Linked DNA regions of Danio rerio: region 2 is linked to region 1. A link is a contact called in public HiCAR-type data. All regions are on one chromosome and are shown on one strand. Each heading gives the region's core, a stretch centred on a gene start, on an enhancer-like site or on the middle of the called end of the contact. The rest is flanking DNA. Distances are from core to core; before and after follow the strand shown.

Evidence for each region. HiCAR-type assays count read pairs that join an accessible place to other places.
Region 2: a contact with region 1 is called in a HiCAR-type map of caudal fin, with 6 times the contacts expected there. The contact joins the enhancer-like site here to the promoter of aebp2 in region 1. A contact is called at or near these places in 3 of 18 Hi-C or Micro-C datasets (caudal fin, hematopoietic stem cells and an unstated tissue) and 3 of 4 datasets of contacts at active chromatin or transcription factors (caudal fin, embryo and gastrula embryo).

The regions. Positions count from the first base shown.
Region 1 is chr4:3,284,979-3,288,731 of GRCz12tu, forward strand. aebp2 (AE binding protein 2) reads right to left here and starts at 2,087. Exons shown (of 8, transcript NM_213494.2): 1 at 1,537-2,087. The coding sequence starts at 1,961.
Region 2 is chr4:3,412,314-3,416,066 of GRCz12tu, forward strand. All of the region lies in intron 3 of plekha5 (pleckstrin homology domain containing, family A member 5), which reads right to left. Among named protein-coding and RNA genes, the nearest start is that of plekha5, 74 kb to the right of the region's middle. Within about 2 kb of position 1,973, at least 3 of the 62 cell types and tissues checked have an H3K27ac peak or open chromatin away from gene starts, as enhancers often do. A contact at or near this core is called in caudal fin, where this site is marked.

The DNA.
Region 1 (3,753 bases), core at 837-3,336:
ACGTTAAATGTTGACATTATCGGCTGAAATATCAGTGTTTTGTAATTAGCAGATTGACATGCTTTCAAACTTACAGCACTTTTACTTACAAGTGAAGCAAAAATTTATTTACATACTTTATCACAACATTATATTACACTATTATTTTTATGCTGACTCAAATCCACTAATGTTAGTACAGTAAGTTTTTCGCTCTCTTGTGTTAACCGTTGATCCAAACAGCACCTAAACGGTGTCATTAATCGACAAAAGAGACATTAAATGTTGATATTATCAGCTGAAATAGAAGTGTTTTGTAATCAGCAGACTGACACCTTTCAAAATTTCAGCACTTTAACTTATAAATGTGACAAATTGCATATTTTATCATCACATTATATTTTATGCCAATTTGAATCCACAAACAGTATTTCGTTTGCGTGTTGACCGTTAATCCAAACAGCACTTAAACGGCAGTAATCATCAAAACGTACGTTAAACGTTAAAATAATCGGCTGAAATATCGTTTTTTGTAATTAGCAGACTGACACCTTCCAAACTTTCAGCACTTTAACTTTACAAGTGTGGCAAAAAACAACGTATTTACATACTTTATGATAACATTATATTACATTATTATTTTTGCACTAACTCGAAACCACTAGTTTTTCACTGTCATGTGTTGACCATTAAACCAAACACCTTACGTTAAATGGCATTGTTAATCGACAAAACAAACGTTAAACGTTGATATTATCGGATGAAATATCCTGTTTTGTTATTAGCAGGTTGACATGCTTTCAAAATTTCAGCCATTTAACTTTACAATTGTGGCAAATTACATTATATACATACTTTATCATCACAATATACCATATTATTTATTGTAAGATAACAGGAATACTCTAGACCAGTCAGTTTTTCGCTCGCATGTGTTGACCGTTAATCCAAACAGCTCCTAAACGGCGTCATGAATCGACAAAAAAGACGGTAAATGTTGATATTATCGGCTGAAATATCGGTGTTTTGTAATTAAGTTAGCACAGTGACACGCTTTCAAACTTTCAGCTCTTTAACTTACAAGTTTGGCAAATGACATATTTACATACTTGATCATGACATTATATCAAATTATTTATTTTAAGATAACTCGAATAGACTAGCACAATAGGTTTTTCGCTCGCATGTGTTGACCGTTAATCCAAACAGCTCCTAAACTCGTTGATCGACAAAACAGACGTTAAATGTTGATATTATCGGCTGAAATAGCTGTGTTTTGTAATTAGCAGACTGACATGTTTTCAAACTCTCAGCACTTTAACTTACAAGTGTGGCAAATGACATATTTACATACTTTATCGTCATATTATTATGTTTATGCTAACTCAATAACACTAGCAGTAACGTTAAGTAACTAGCGTAACGGTCAACACGCGCGAGCTAAACTAGTTATCCAAACGGCACCTAAACGGCGTCGTTAATCAACAAAACGGACCTTTAACATTGATACTATCGGCTGAAATATCGGTGTTTTGTAATTAGCAGACGGACACGCACCTGTCCTCCGAGTCCATGCGGCTGAGAGGCTCTCCGTCCGAAGACGAGCTCATCATTTCCAGGCTCGCGCGGCGCTTCATTCCGGTGCCGCCGCCGCCGCTGTTTTTCTCCGCCGGTAAGGACACGCTCTCCTCCTCCCTTTGTTCTCTCTTCATCCGCTCCGCCGTCCCGTCCGCGCTACCGGGGCTCTTCTGCTGCTCCTTTTCGGTCTCCCCGTCTTCATCATTACCCCCGTCCCGCGTGGCTTCCTCTGGGCTTTGTTCTGTAGGCTCGTGTCCACCGGGCTTCTCGTCCGTGTCCGCTTCGTCCATCTTAACGGCCGGTTCCGGATCGGCGGCGCGCAGGCCCGACTCGCTCCCGTCGCCGTTTTTCTCGCTCGGGTTCGCTGACTCTTGCTCGGAAGCGTCGGAGGTCGTCGAAGCCATCGGGTTCCGCTGGTGTGTGCGCGGCCTGGCCGGGTTTACGCGACGGGAAACGGGTGAAACGCGGAGACTTTCGGTGAGCGGACGGATCGTGGAACTGCTGGAGGCTGATCGGGGAGGAGCGGGGGGGAGGAGTCAGCGTGACGTAAGCGCTTATTATGAATGGCTCCACGTGCTCGCAGGGCTAAACAGATCAAACAAAGTTCAGAAGTTTTCATAATAACTTTATTATGTACTAATATTATTAATAATAATACAAATAATAGACGCTTGTTATAAATGCATCCACGTGCTTGGAGCGCAATACAGATTAAATAAAGTCATGAAGTTTTCTTTGTAACTTAATTACATAATAATAACAATACTACTACTACTACTACTAATAATAATAATAATTAGATTAAAAATGTTGGGTATTGTTATTATTAACATGGACTAAGCCGAAAACGAGTGAATGAATGATTGTAAATTGTTAGTAGTATCCTATATTTAGTTTTACTTGTAGCATATATATTAATAACATTTGTATGAGAGAAAAGGTGCACACATCTTTACATTTATTTCCATTTAATACATGATATAATATTTGAGTTGTATTCATGATTTGTGGACATTTAGTACTTAAGATATTTGCATAAACCATAACATATGGGCTTATGTCTCAGCATTTTCCCTTGCAGTGTTTTTCCTCGGATTCCGGTTAAAGTGTATTGTCTGGTTATTATGATCTTTCATCTGCAGTTTTTCCTCCTTTATCTCAGCTGGGTTTTTCCAGTATTCATGATTTTACAGAACAATGATAAAATGAGTCAGATAACCCCTTCTGACATTTAAAGCGACTCTTCCGGGAAAACACCACCAGATGGCGTCACTTTCCCCTCATGGAAAATGTAGGCTGCACATAAGAACTGAAATCAACAATAATTCTGCTCCTGTGTATTAGATGGGATTTTCACCATTGTGAAGCTTAAAACAAATATTTTTATGAATAAATAAGACATTTATTTTACTGCAAGCATCATAAATAATCCCCTAATATTGACCAGGAGATGGCGCTGCTCTACTCTTTTGCAACACCGCATCAGAGCAGCAGATGGAGACAAAGATCAATTAATGAACACTCATCAAAATCATATCACCTAATAGAAGTTGCTTATATTATATCTTTTTATAGATTATGTTAAGGGATGTAAACAATGGTCCTAACGTATTTCCTGTTTTACATTTCCAATTTCCATAGCTTCCGAGAATCCAAAAGGGTCTGCATATTGATAATGTTAAGATAGCTATTTAATGTTAAGGTATGATTGAATTGCATCTTGATACAGTTATGAAACAGTTTGACAAGCAGGAAATGTTTTTGTGCCAACGATATCACCACATTAAAATGGTCTATTGTAAACATCACTATGTAATATTTCTTTCCATAATAATCAGTTATCTATCTATCTATCTATCTATCTATCTATCTATCTATCTATCTATCTATCTATCTATCTATCTATCTATCTATCTATCTATCTATCTATCTATCTATCTATCTATCTATCTATCTATCTATCTATTATTATTATATATATTATTATTATTATTAATTTAAATGTATTATTTAAATGAATTGAATTTATTCATAAATTGTATAAAATTTGGCCCAAGTATTTTGGTGAAATGTTTATCAAATAATAAATAAAACTAATTTAAATCTATTTTAATACATCTACACTACCTGACAAGAGTCTTGTCATAAATCAAAGCATGATCATATTTTATTTTGGTCAAATGAGCGAAATCTAGA
Region 2 (3,753 bases), core at 723-3,222, 130 kb after region 1:
CATTATAAAAGTGTTGCCATAGAAACAAAAGGAATCCAGACCGCATGGATTGTGAAATCTCAGAGCTGTCAACCAGTAATTACGGTAATTCCACTCAACACGGCAGCGCTACTTAGAGAAAAAATAGAGAAATGACAAAAGTGCTACTTTACAAACTCAATTATCAGCCAAACTGCCAACTTCCAGAATCCGTCAAAACGCAGACTGAGCCCACCGACGACGTCAACAAACATCATAAGCACGTCTGCTCCATTACAGATGCTCCTGTCAGCCTGCAAGAGCAAATTAACTCTTTTACCCCAGCAAATCTACTATTTAAAAGCCACAAATCCCTCACGCTCACCTCTGAATGCCTTTCATGTCCTTTACTCCTGTTTGAACTCCAGGCAGAGTCTCTGGAGCCTCAATCTCGCACACACACTTACACAAACACACACATCTATCAGCTGCCTTCAGACAGGATTACACAACAAACACTCTCCATCACTGCAGAGTCCTGATTCACCAGCATCCATCTAAACCTGAGGTCACTTATGGGACTTGTTTCATTAAGATATTGATTATATTACAGTAAACATGATTCTTTCGTGTAAATGAAATCAGTGTAGAAAGCTGATAGCACAGCAGTACTATTGGCAACAAATGCAAAACTACCAAACGGGTGTAGGATGGAAGTAAACATCAGTCCATAATTAAAATACAGCTTGTTTTACACTTTGCAATGGGTGATGAATATTTCACATTGATTTTTAATATAATAATAATAATTAACCAGATTCACCAGATTTATAAAATAATAACTTGCATGAGCTTTGAACATTCATTAATTGTGTTTCCTATTAATTTCTGATCACTGGTTGAGGAATCGTAATGTAATGATTGAATGAATGAGTCTAATGATTCAGACTGATTCGCCACTGATTCGTTCAGATTCATTAAAAAGAACCAACTCCTCAATTTTCACTTGTTTTTATCATGACGTTTACATTTTTATACATTTATATATACAATTTTTACACAAACAATTCCCTCACAAATTGAACATAATCTCTCCTCCGAGGCATGTTTTTCACTATTTATAAGCCCATCAGAAGAACAAAATCCAGCTGATGAAATATTTGAGGAGAGCCAGAAACCTGGCCATAAAAAAATAAACTATTGTCTCTAGAAATTTCTAGCATAGCAGTCAAACGGTTAATCCGGATAAATCGCATGCAAAATTAAAATTTGTATTTAAATGTGCATAAATATAAATAAATAAATAAAATAAATGCACAAAAAATCCCTATATATGTGTACTTTTATACATAAATATATAATTTAATAATATAAATAATATGATTAATCCTTTGACAGCACTAATTTCTAGGTTTTAAAGCATTTCTACTAAAGTCTGTGTTTTTAGGAGTGTTCAAATATAGAAAAACAGCAAAAAAGGGTAGCGTTTATATAAAAAAAAGACTGTAAAATGCTACGTTTTTCAACAATGAGGGTGAGCAAGAGATCATCCTTTTAGAGTGCAATTACAGTATTAAAATGCACAAAAAATGCAAAACATGCTCCTTTTTATGTAAATTCATGTAAAGTGAATCAATACATATCAGATGTGTGCAGACAAAAATCTAAATTGCATCCAAATCCTGTAATCCAGCAAGAGTTAAAGCTGTTTCTACCCACATGTACAGAAGAAACGTCACCAAACGCCGGTCACAGCTCATAAAGCTGAGGAGTTGGGAAGCACAGCGTTCATAACAACATCCAGACATGCTTTTAAAGCAAACCTAATGATCCAAACACCTCTGTATGAATACATCTGGGTGCTGTGATAATAACACACTCATTCATATCGTGCAAGCATAATAGAAAAGATGGAGAGTCTTACCTGCTCAGATGGCGGAGAGGTGGAGATGGACATAAAAAAGAGAAGCACAGAGAGAGTGTGGTTAGTGAATGAGACACAAATCACCATCAGATGATCAGATCAGCTCCACACTGCCCTCATCTGGACACTGATCTCATCACACATGCAGGATCATTCACTGACTTTAAATAAAACTCTAAATATGAGTGATGCATTCTGAAATGAGTGAGCGGTGTGTGACTTAAAGCATGTGCGTTTGTTTTTTCTGAGTCACTATTGTTGCTCAGACTCACTCAACTTTATTATCCCGTTTAGGGAAACTAAAATTGCAGTAAGGTGTCATTACACAGGCAAAGCTTCATGTACACATTACCTAAATATTACCACAAAACATGCAACACATCCCTTTTTAGATGCATCTCCCTCCCTGCTGGACTCATTTAATGACCTAATGGCCCCATAATAAAAGAATTTCTAATACTGTTTGTCATGCATGTAGGAACTCTAAAATAACATCCTGATAGCAGCAGCTGAAACACAGAATACAATAGGTAATCCGGGATGCATAAGATACCCTGAGCTCTCTTGGTTAAAATCAATCTGATCTTGTCTGCCACCTTCACAAGGCTACTCAACCTGTTCTTATTTGACAGACTCAGATTACCGTACCAAGCTACAATGCTGAAAGATTAAACAGTTGTTTGTAAAAATAAATTGTTTATAAATTGCTTGTAGATAGAGGTACAAACCCAAAACATCTCTGTCAAACTTTTTTATAGATAGCCAAGGTGTTAGGTTGGAATGTCATCATGCTATATGGGCGTTTTCAAATGACTTTATGACATTTTGATCTGGAACGCTTGAATGTTTTAGTTTTATATTGTGTTCCCTGTCTGACAGAAAACTGCATTTTCAACTTAATTTTAAGAAAGGAGTAAACTAAAAAGTGATCTACAATTTAAACAAGGTCAAAATAAATAATAAGTTATTAATAAAATAAGATTTTACACTGATATTTCTAGACATGGCCAAACATTATGCTCATCAAGAAATGTATTCAATTGCTAATTTAATATAGTATGAATTAAATTAATAGCAAAAGTGCATATATTAATACAAAACTATATTATAATTCTTTAATAGTAACTTATATTTAAATGTGAAATATGATTTTAAAATATTTTCAATGTTATTACATTATATACATTAGAATATGATTATTGGACAAACATTGTTTATTTTTTATGTGTATTAATTAAAACATATATTGTCAAATAGTATAAATTAAAATCAGATTAAATGATTTGACTATTTAAATATTTAACAAGCAATTACACTAGCATGCTAATAAAATATGACACTAGCATCTTTTTTCATAGCAGAATTGAGAGTGAAAGGGAAAAAAGGGGTAAACAATTCCCTCTGGTGGACAAAAGCTGTTATCACAACATTAAACAGACCCTCTATGTAGATATTCAGATTTAATACAACAACAACTGTAATTTTAGTTATTGATTCATAACATGGTCATGTGACCACAACATGGTGCACATTTTGATGGTTGGGCAGAAATAGAAATGCCTGAGGCTTATTAGATGATAGATAGATAGATAGATAGATAGATAGATGGATAGATGGATAGATAGATAGATAGATAGATAGATAGATAGATAGATAGATAGATAGATAGATAGATAGATAGATAGATAGATAGATAGATAGATAGATGGAAGAAAGACAGACAGACAGACAGACAGACAGACAGACAGACAGACAGACAGACAGACAGACAGACAGACAGACAGATAGATAGATAGATAGATAGATAGATAGATAGATAGATAGATAGATAGATAGATAGATAGATAGATAGATAGATAGATAGATAGATA